Regions from separate parts of the Mus musculus genome. Here region 2 is linked to region 1. A link is a contact called in public promoter capture Hi-C data. All regions are on one chromosome and are shown on one strand. Each heading gives the region's core, a stretch centred on a gene start, on an enhancer-like site or on the middle of the called end of the contact. The rest is flanking DNA. Distances are from core to core; before and after follow the strand shown. Region 1 overlaps Nqo2 (N-ribosyldihydronicotinamide quinone reductase 2). Region 2 holds the start of Serpinb9 (serine (or cysteine) peptidase inhibitor, clade B, member 9).

Region 1 (5,391 bases), core at 2,125-4,624:
CACTAAGCTGGTATGTGGCACTGTTCACACTCAGCTTCTCTTGCACATCTTCCTGGTCTTTCTGGTGGCGACACTGATTTCCCTTTGGGTATTGTGTCCTTATGCTGAGATATGTTGTTTTCACAGTGGTGGTCCCTCCTTTGTACCCACGTGTGGCATCAGACAGACCTGACTAATCCATGTTCTGTGGCCCAGAAATAACCCAAGCCAGAAAGGAAATTAAATTCAGGGACTGATCAGACCTGAGAAATAAAGCCCTTTCTTGCTGGAGTTGTGGCATTGTAAATCAGAAAGCATACATAGAGATGTCAGCCTGCAACCAAAATCATGCTGAGGAAAAGATTATCTACGCTATAGAAAGATACTTCTGCTGGCATCTGTTGAACACAGGTACCTATGCTTATCTGCAAAAGTTAGTCATCAGCATTCCAGTTATGAGGCAATGAACTGCCCTTTGGAGCTTAAGTGGGGGTTAAGTTTGTATCAATTACAATGGAAACAAATTTGGGTAATCAACAGATATGATTATACAAAAACTAGCAAAACTTAAAGCCATACAAGTTATCAAAATCCTTTTCTCCCGAGATGAGTTCAGTGTGTAGTAGCATCTAATAAGAAAAGGAGAAGAGAAAAAGATTAAGTATCTGTCACTGTGGCAAACTGGTGGAGTAGGCAGAGGCTTAATACATCATCTAGTCCCAGTATGACTGAGTGGCCTTAAGCATTCCAGCCAGCCTTTGGGGTACCAGTCTTCCCATTTGTGATGTAAAAGGGTCTGGTCTTCCATTATTATACCACCTAACAAGCTAGAAGACAGTGTGTCTGCAGTTCTGGCATATGTAACTGTGCTAGGTAGCTTGATTGGATGAACAGTGCTTAAGAGACTAGTGGAGCAGATCTCTGATGTGTCTGAGAGCATTTCTAATGACAACTGGATCAGGAGGCTGTCCCTAACCAATAGATTAGCCTTTTAATAGATTTGTATGACACCATTATTGGGAAGTGTTGAAAGTTAGGATGTGAGGCCTAGCTGGAAGAAGCAGGACACAAGCACGTCCGTGGGAACTATATCTTGCCCTAACCTCTTCAGGAATTCCCTTTTCTTCCTCTCCAAGATGATATGAATAGCTCTCAATGGGCTGAAACTGTGAGCTAAAATAAACTTTTCACCTCTAAGTTTTTTCTCTTAGATATTTTGGTCTCAGCAATGTAAAGCTAATAAACTAGCTTCTTGAGCCTCAGAAACAGCTTGAAAACAGCTTGGGATCCCAAAGTCCTGGTACAGACCTGGGGTGTGTGTGAAAGTTTCTTCTAAGCATGTGCTAACAGTCTTCAGGAAGGTTTTATGATTATCTTCATTTTACAGGTGGGTAACTGAGACAGAGGTAAAGTGACTTTTTTAGGGTCACATCACGATACCCTTTTCTGGAGCTCTTCTCTGGGCTGCTCAGAAACCCTGAACAAACACATTTCAGAAGCTCACAACAAGAAAAAAAAACTCCCTGCTCAGTAATAGCCTGATGCTTTGTGAGTCAGAGATTCTTTTGCTAGTTGTCTTAGTAGATTTCTATTGCTGTGAAGACACCATGACCACAGCAATTCCTTTTCTTTTTCTTAATAATTTATTTTTATGTACATTGGTGTCTTGATTGCATGTGTGAGGGTGTCAGATCTCCCTAGAACAGGAATTACAGACAGTTGTGAGCTGACGGGTGGGTACTGGGAATTGAACCCAAGTCCTCTGGAATTGCAGCCAGTGCTCTCTTCTTTATTATTGTTATTAAAATTTTATTTTTATTAAATCATTCCTCTCATTTATATCTCAAATGATATCCCCTTCCTGGTTACCCCTCCACAACACCCCCATCAGCCCTCTCTCCCCTCCCCTTTGCCTCTGTGAGGGTGCTCCCCCACCACCCACCCACTCCCATCACACCACCCCAGCATCCCCCTATGCTGAGGCATCAAACCTCCACAGGACCAAGAGCCTCCCCTCCCATTGATGTCAGACAAGGCCATCCTCTGCTACATATGTATATGGAGTCATGGATTCCCTCCCTGTATACTCCTTGGTTGGTGGTCTAGTCCCTGGGAGCACTGGGTGGTCCAGCCAGCCAACACTGTTCTTCCTATGGGGTTGCAATCCCCCTCCGCTCCTCCAGTCTTTCTGTCAGCTCCCCCACTAGGGTCCCTGAGCTCAGTCTGATGATTGGCTCTAAGCATCCACATTTGCATTGGTCAGATGCTGGCAGAACCTCCCAGGGAACAGCCACACCAGGTTCCTGTCAGCGTGCACCTTTTAGCAACAGCAACAGTGTCTGGTTTGGTGTCTGCAGACAGAATGGATGCCCAGGTGGGGAGGTCCCTAGATGGCCCTTCCTTTAGTCTTGCTTTATTTTTTGTCCCTGTCTTTCCTTTGGACAGAAACATTTCTGGGTTAAAAATTCTGAGATGAGTGGGTGGCCCCATGCCTTGACTGGGGCTATGCCTATCTACTAGAAGTGGTCTCTACAGGTTCCCTTCACTGTGCATTTCAAATTTTGGCAAAAGTCATCCCCCTTGGGTCCTGGGAGCCTCTCACTTCCGTGGCATCTGGTACCCTCCAGTGCAGCAAGAGCTTTTTAACCCCCGAGCCACCTCTCCAGGCCCCTTACCATAATTCTTAAAGAAAACATTTAACTGGGGCTTGCTTACAATTTTAAAGGTTTAGGCCATTATTGTCATGGTGGGATGCACGGTGACATGGTGACATGCAAGTAGACACAATGCTGAGAAGTAACTGAGAATTCTACATCTGGATCTGCCAGCAACTGGCAGAGAGAAAACCACTGGGACTAGGCTAGGCTTTTGAAACTCCAAAGCCCACCCACAGTGACACACTTCCTCCAACAAGGCCACATCTACCCCAGCAAAGCCAGACCTCCTTATGTCACTCCCTAAACATTCAAATATACGCATATGGGGTCCATTCTTATTCAAACCACCATAATGGGTACCTAGCTGAGATTAAACCTTGCTAAGACTGAGCCCCCCTTCCCCACACTTTAGTAGACAAGTTATTCTACAAATGCTCTCCTATGGCAGCAAAACTTCTATCAGATAAACCACTATGAACACTAATCTAAATGCATTACTAAAATGAAAAAGTAGGGAAGTGGGAAAGCATATCTCAACGGCAAAACTAGTCACTTACAGCAGAGTGATAGGCAAGTGTGGCACCTCGGGCTGCTCTGGCCTCGTGTTTACAGCAGCAACTGGACAAACGGAGTCAAACTAACTACATTACAGGTGCGATGTGAGCAGATACTCAGGCCTTGTTAAGGAGTTGGTAACACCCCTATAATTCCAGCACTTGGCTGTAGAGACAGGAGGACTGCTGTGTTCACTCCAATCAAGCCTCTTTCCAAAGTAGGTTCTAGCAAGCCTGGGTTACATTAGGGAGATCTTATCTTAACAAAAGAAAAATATTTGCATATACAAACAAAAAACAAAAGAGACCATTTATAAAGGCCCACCCTTGTGAAAAGGTAGAAAATTCTGTCTTTAATAGTAAACAGGCTATCTCTGTCTTAGTTTTGAATGAGAAAAAAATCCTGACCTATACCATAAAATCTTGGCTTGAACCTATGGCATCCACATCTACAATGTCAGAAGAATTTTAAAAGAAGTGGCCTCAAATGAATCAATGAGATCAATCTTTGGTATAGGAAATAAAGATCATAAATTCCTTCTGAAGAGAAACATCATTCCCTAACTACAGGCATTTTCTAGTGCTAAGATGAGCTTCCTATAAACCTTCCAAAATCACCAAGCACAAAAAGAAGTAAAACATGACTTTGACTAAACACAAGTCACTCATGAGTTTCACATAGTGGCAATATGAGACATATCACATAAATAAACACATATAAAGTGTTTACACACATTCAAAAGTGAGCAAACTTCAAAGTAATACATCTTTCAGAGTTGAAATACATAAAGGTTGAAATTAAACACTGGCCAGGTAAACTAGTAGGCACACAGGTGAGAGAATTAATGAGCTAAAAAGAACTGAACAGATGCTAGATAGATGGAGGACTTTGTGGTTAAAGTGCTTACTGTGCCAGCATGGGAATCTGAGTTTGGGTCTTGAGCAAACACCCAAAAAACTGGGTATGTGCTTGGAACCCCAGTGCTAGAGAGTAGAGACAAACAGATCCCAGCCTTTGCTGTCCAGCCCTTCCAACCAAAAGGTCATGTGCCAAGTTCAGTGACAGAGCATGTCTCAAAAAGTAAGTGACTGAGGAAGCCATCCCAACAGTTAACCTTAGGCCTCCACAGAAGCAAGTTCACCACCACCACCACCCTTCCCCCACAAACATCTGACCAAGTAAGAAGAGAAATGAAAACTACAAAAATTAGAGGCATGGCAAATTGAGGAAAGAAGACATAAATGTTATAGAAAACATTAATTGGTTGTCAAGTTTAATAAATACCACATGGATCAAGCAGCACAAATAAAAACAACTATTAGACATAGCACAGTGAAGCCATCCAACACACAGGAAACATGAAAATGACTGCAAAAATGAAAAACCAGATATAGACCTTAAGAGAAAAATTCAGACATTTAACAGATTAAAATGAGACAGTTTTCAATGAACATACATTACTAAAGAAATTTCTTAAGAGTATATGTCTTTCAGAAGGGCAATAATATAAGAAATGATAGAGTGAAATGCAGAGGACATGGGGAACAAGGACAGTGGGGAATGTATTAACCCTACACAAATAATTTAGTATGAAATTATTATAATATTGTCCAATTCAGTGTGGTAGCTGAGGCAAGGGATTGCAGTGATAATACTCAGGAAATAATGTGTAAAATGGCATAATCTAAAATAAAAACAGCCACTTCAAGTGGCATGTATATATTCAGGTTACTAGAGTTATCTAAAATAGAAGCTAATGGCCAACTTAGCAGAGGAGAAAATAGAATTTTTTTTTAATCCAATTGCCCAAAAGAAAGTAAGAATGGAAGAAAACTGACAGATATGATGGCATGTATTTGTGAATCTAGTATTTAGGAGGCAAAGGACCAGGAATTCAAGGTCAGCTTTAGCTACATAGTAATTTCAGGGCCAGCCTATGCTACATGAGACCCTGTCACAAATAGCAAAAGCAGAAAGAGAGGGGTGAAAAGGGGAGAAAAGCAGGGAAGAAAGGAAAAAAGAAAGCAGGAGAGATGGGTATGGTTATATATGCTTGGCCCAGGGAGTGGCACTATTAGGAGGTGTGGCCTTGTAGTAGGTGTGTCACTGCTGGCATGGGAGGCCAGTCTCACCCTGTTTGTCTTCAGATGAAGATGTAGAACTCTCAGTTCCCCCTGCACCATGCCTTCCTAGATGCTGC
Region 2 (5,391 bases), core at 1,593-4,092, 990 kb before region 1:
GGTGTGTCTTTAGACAGCTACAGTGTACTTATTAAAATAAATACATAAATCTAAAAAAAAAAAAGAAATTGGTGTCATGCAATTCATTTGCAATATGATGATGACGAAGATGAAGATGATGATGCCTCAAGAAAAATGGGAAGTAATGTGAGTAGGCAGTCTTATAGAAAGGTTTTTAAAGGTTCAGTGAGCACATGAGCTTATGATTGACATCATTACTCATCAGGGAAAACTCAAAACCGTAAATGAGTAACCTTATCACACCGATTGGCTAAAATAAGAAAAGAAAAAACATGCACGGGAAGAAACTGAAACTTATAGCCTGTTGGTGGGGCATATAATACACAGAAGACCTCAAAAGCATTAGGTAGGTAGTTAGTTCTTCAGAGTATGAAATGTAGAGTTGTCATAAGACCCAGAAATTCCTTGGGCTATACCCTAGGTAACGCCAAGAGAGCATATATCTATACACAAATTTATACATAGACATTCATAGTAAAATTAATACCAGATAAAAGATAGAAACAATCTAACGCTGACTGATTGAATACAAACTTAATTTAGATAATATCTTTAACCAGACAAAGAAACAAATGTCTGACAAATATTGTCTTGAGATACTAAGGAAAGAACAAAATAGTTAAGCAGATTCAGGAAAGGAATGAAGTCCTACATTCCCGGGTCTGATTAAGACTCTTGCCAGCCCAGTTAACAGGTTCTGTGACGGTTGCTGACATGCACACAATACTCATTCTCTGCATGGATATTTCAATGAAGAAGAGTAAAACAGCAATCATGCTTACAGCCTAAGCATACAGAGTCATTCTCCTTTTCCAGATGTGAGCATGCAAATTCCTAGGACTCTTAGAAGAAAACCTATTTATAGTCCAAGAGATGCCTTGGCAGCCTTCTAACCCATGCTTTATCGTGCCTGACTATAATTCCTATGCAAGGTACCCATAAAGTCATATTTATTTAGGAAACACAAGGAAGGGAACTTAGGCATAGGGGGTTGCTGTTGTAGCTCTCTGGGATAGAAGCCCCAAGCAGCAAAAATATGGAAAATTTTGACTCCATAAAATTCTCCAAGTGAGAGAAGAATGAGAGTCCATGCCATCAAGCAGGAAGTGCACTGAGAATGATCACAATAACTTACTTAAGGGAGACGAAGTCCATGGAGAAGCGTATTGCTGTGGGACCTGTGCTCTGTAGAGTGGGTGCTGTTTTCAAGGGCAGGTCCATGTAGTAATAGACTACATCCAGAAAACCAAATTGGGGGGTGAGTGAGTAGATAAAAGGCTAGAACATTCTAGCCAAGAATAAAAAAATAAGTTGGTTCATTGTTGAATGAGATGGAGCTGGGGTGAGGAAGGAGAAGCAGAACAGAAAGGAGATACTGCGTAAATGAGGAAAATACCTAATTAAAAAAAAAAAAAGATACAAGGACAAAGAGGAAGATAGCAGTGGGCCAGCTGCTTCAGTGACGTGGGATCAGGGGGAAAGTGACCCCAAGAACAAAAGTTAAGACAGGAGGTGGTCAGACTGGCTGTTGATCAAAGGAGAGAAAATACGGTAACCTAAAGGGACAGGAGGTTGGATCTCCTCCTGCTGGTGGAGGACAGAGGGTGAGGAAGCAGATGTTGCAGGTAAGGAAGCCAAACCTTGCCTCAAGCAAGATGATCAAGAAAGCCAGGAGCTAAAGGTCCTGCAGCTGCTGTCACTTCCTGCTGGGTCAGGGGTTAGAGGAGAGTGGTGTGAGGAGATTCTTGTGGAAAATGGAGCTGAGAGGATGAGCACCTTGGAGAAGCCAAAAAGCAACACAGCAAGCTTCAGGGAAGAAGAGATTGGAGAAAAGCCATGAGCCACAAGGAGAACACGTGGGAAAGAAAGCTTTCTAGATTGAGTATACCACAGGGTTTAAAATTGAATGGACTCTCAAGGTTAGCAAAATGGGTGACTCATCCTATAGACAGGGTGAGCCTCTCCTGTGTCTGAGAAGTCTTCCTAATGTTCTTTCCTGTTTCCCACCAAGGCTTCCTATGTTGAAGTTCTACTTATGCGTTTGGCCTCGTATAGTTTCATTCTTTGTCATTTTAAAAGCTTGTCCTTAAATAACTGAACAAAGAAATACTGAATCTCTATTAACTACAAAGGAGAATGAGGTTTTCTCAGCAACTTTGTAAGATGTAGCATCTGAGAGCCACCAAAGCCACACATGAGGCTACTGCTGAGTCACTGCAGCCATGCTCGTCTTGAGAGCCCTGCATGCTTAGGTGTGTCTCATTCTCTCTTTTCCTACTTTTCTTCCCTTTCTGTATTACTTTTTAAAAATATATTTGTGTTTGCTTCTCAATAAATCCAACTCCATCTCATACGATCTCTTTCAGAAATTTCTTTCTCTGGCAAAGTCAAGAATGGTGGTTTCACTTGAGTTGAGTTTTTTTTTTTTTTTTTTTTTTTTAAACATATTCCAATGCCCACAGCTCACATCGTGTGGCAAGCCTGTCGCCTGTGCCCCGGTCACTGCCACCTTGAACACTTAAGGCTGAGCCTCAGAAACATCTGTTTAGCAAAAGACCACACACATGATTGCATACTCTGTTTAAACAAAGTGCTCATGACTGGTTAAAAAAGCCAGAAAATGGGTTAGTGTTTGCCAGGAGAGGAGGCTGGGTGTGTGGAAATGGATTTAGACACGGGGCACCCTTCACATCTACCACTTGCCACCCCGCAGGCCCAGAGTTTTATTAAAATCCCTGACATTCTCCCTTGGTGCACAGCGAAAACTCCTGCTACTTTCACTTTCTCTAAGGACCCAGTTTTTTCCCAACCCCCACTCATCCTCTTCCTGCTGTGGTCGCCAGAGCCAGAAGCAGCCTGTCTCCCCGCCCCTGAGCAGGAGCACAAAACCAGAAGTCCCTGCCTTGTACAGGCAGCTCTGAAAGCCTACTGGGAGCATCAAGGCTGCAAACGCTGGATTGAGAAGCCGCAACTGTGGTAGGTGCGGGCATCTGGCTCGGGGTGGCGCTGTGGGACCCGCAGAGGTCATGTTTACAAGGCATAGGCTGAGTCCAGGAGGGAAAACAAGACTGCTTAGTTAGGGAAAGAGACAGCTGGGAGGTAATGTCTGATGAGCTTTTTAAATGGTGACTCCTTTAGGATCTCCAGCTGGCCAATGGCAGAGATGCAGATCTTAGGGCTGGTTTCTAAGCTGTGTTGGCTCCTCCTGAGCCAGGCCTGGGGACTGCAGGATATTGGCGGCCTCTCCACTGGTATCTTTTTATGCTTTCTATCAGTCCTTACCACCTAGGCAATTTGAAAGCCTCTGTCTTCTCCCTGTGGATCTTGCAAAGTAATCCCTCTCTTACTTCCGGACCCTTTAAACATCTGGGGTCTCTGGTACAAATTTGAGCACTGCTCATTCTCATTTATAAAATAATTCACTCCATGCTGACAGTGATCATATCTTTGATAACTTTATCTGAGAAATCAAATACCCCTTTATTTGAGTATGCTTACTATTAGAGTGCCAGACATCCCCCTTACCTTCAGAGAGCTCCAGAATATGGAGTAGAAAGGACAGCAATCAGTAAGAGAAAGGTGACACTTAAGAGAAAGGTGACACTTAAGAGCAGACCTGGGGTGGGGAAGCTGCACTAGGGAAGGAGAGCAGAGGCCCTGAGGCTGTCCTGTTCCAATGAAGTTGGGAAAGGGGAGTAGTTTGAACTCAGTGACAGGGATGGGGTAGGGAATGTTCTAGGTGAAATAAACTGCACTTCAAGGACTCAGAAGCAACTTTAAAGTGACATAAGGGCAGGAATGCAGGAGAAGGGGGCAAGCTGGGTTAGATGAGAGGACTAGCCAGAGAGTAAGTCTTTGAAATAAAGCAGCCCCACCTTTCCTCCAGAGCCCTGGAAGTCATAAGGGGAGGAGCCAGAGGATCCGAGTACACTCTCAGGTTGCTGTGTCCCTCTGTCTGAGGAATGGGAAGAAGTGTGGTTTGAGTGTTCTGATGCTCCCTAGGCTATGTGATCTGCATGTTAACTCAGTAGGAAGCACTCTGAACATATGTGAGGGTTCAAAGGTGAACCCTGGAACAGTGAGAGCACAGCCATGGGATGCACAGGGACTCAGAACTGGGTTAAAGTGTCAGGAGCAGTCACTTAGTCTGGGCCAAGCTGTCCATCCATCTGGAAGATGAGTCATAATCAGTAGAAAAGCAGCCAGGGTGCCTGCAGCTGATGCAAGGTCCTCTGAGCAGCTACTGCAGGGGAATGCTCCCCAATACACAACACAGTAATAATGCTAGCTTGTCTTTGGGTCTCATTTAGCATCTCAGTGTCTTTTCTGTAGCATCTCGAAAGTGGGGAGGATACTGTCTAATTCTTCATGGGTAACACAGGAGTCTTCACAGGCAGCGTCCAGGATACAGAGTTGCTGAGTCAGGCAAGAGGACCCAATGTTCCTGGTTGTTTTCTTCTTCGTTTCCTCTTCTTCCTTCTTCAAACTCTATTGTCTTCAGAAGAGAGGCGTTGGTCTGTATGGGAGAAGGCTGAATACCACCTCTCTCTGCTGTGTTTTGTGTTTGTGCTCCTGATGATCTTGCGTTCTCCCTGTGCAGATGAGAAGAAGCTAGTTTGGTTTGCTGCAATGACCACACTTAGCTAATAACCTTAAAATTGGAAGGACTGTAATCTAGAATGAATTTTTGAAATCTAATTTAAGGTACCTATGACCTTTGAAATGACAACCAGAAACAGAGTCCCAGATTTCCCTGCCTGAGAACAATGAACCTTCAGCTCTACGTTGATTTTTATATCTCCTTTCCCTCCAGACTCTGCATCATGAATACTCTGTCTGAAGGAAATGGCACCTTTGCCATCCATCTTTTGAAGATGCTATGTCAAAGCAACCCTTCCAAAAATGTATGTTATTCTCCTGCGAGCATCTCCTCTGCTCTAGCTATGGTTCTCTTGGGTGCAAAGGGACAGACGGCAGTCCAGATATCTCAGGTATGTTCTCTGTCATAGTCACACCCGAGTCACATGCATAAGAACTGCTGAGAAGGGACAGAAGGAATGTGCACACACTGTTTCATGGGGCAGGGGCTAAAGAGGAAGGACAGAGTCTCCTCCAATAAGACTTCTTTAAGGGCAATGAGATTTCCTGAGTCATAACTTGGGGTGACTCTCAGTACATTGTCTAGAATCTAATTAACAGTGGTGCATGAATAATTTTATACTATACTTGGTGTTACAGGCCTTTAATTACAGCTACTAAGGAGACTGAGATATGAAGATACCAAGTCTGAGACTACCCTGGGCAAATTAGTTCTAGAAAAATTAAGACGTTAAAAAAAAAAGATGGAGGGAAGGTCTTAGGGTTATAACT

The links. Promoter capture Hi-C pulls out the DNA fragments that hold promoters and counts their contacts.
Region 2: a contact with region 1 is called in a promoter capture Hi-C map of embryonic stem cells, with 3 times the contacts expected there. The contact joins the promoter of Serpinb9 here to the enhancer-like site in region 1. A contact is called at or near these places in 3 of 39 promoter capture datasets (cranial neural crest, embryonic stem cells and second pharyngeal arch cranial neural crest).

What each region holds. Positions count from the first base shown.
Region 1 is chr13:33,986,642-33,992,032 of GRCm38.p6, forward strand. It overlaps Nqo2 (N-ribosyldihydronicotinamide quinone reductase 2), which reads left to right. Exons shown (of 7, transcript NM_001163241.1): 7 at 1-1,824. It also overlaps a transcript of Serpinb6a not described here. Among named protein-coding and RNA genes, the nearest start is that of Ripk1, 13 kb to the right of the region's middle. Within about 2 kb of position 3,375, at least 1 of the 459 cell types and tissues checked has an H3K27ac peak or open chromatin away from gene starts, as enhancers often do. A contact at or near this core is called in embryonic stem cells, where this site is marked.
Region 2 is chr13:33,001,699-33,007,089 of GRCm38.p6, forward strand. Serpinb9 (serine (or cysteine) peptidase inhibitor, clade B, member 9) reads left to right here and starts at 2,843. Exons shown (of 7, transcript NM_009256.3): 1 at 2,843-2,997; 2 at 4,835-5,012. The coding sequence starts at 4,845. Gm36181 (a long non-coding RNA gene) reads right to left here and starts at 4,109. Exons shown (of 3, transcript XR_382177.2): 1 at 3,897-4,109; 2 at 1,157-1,253.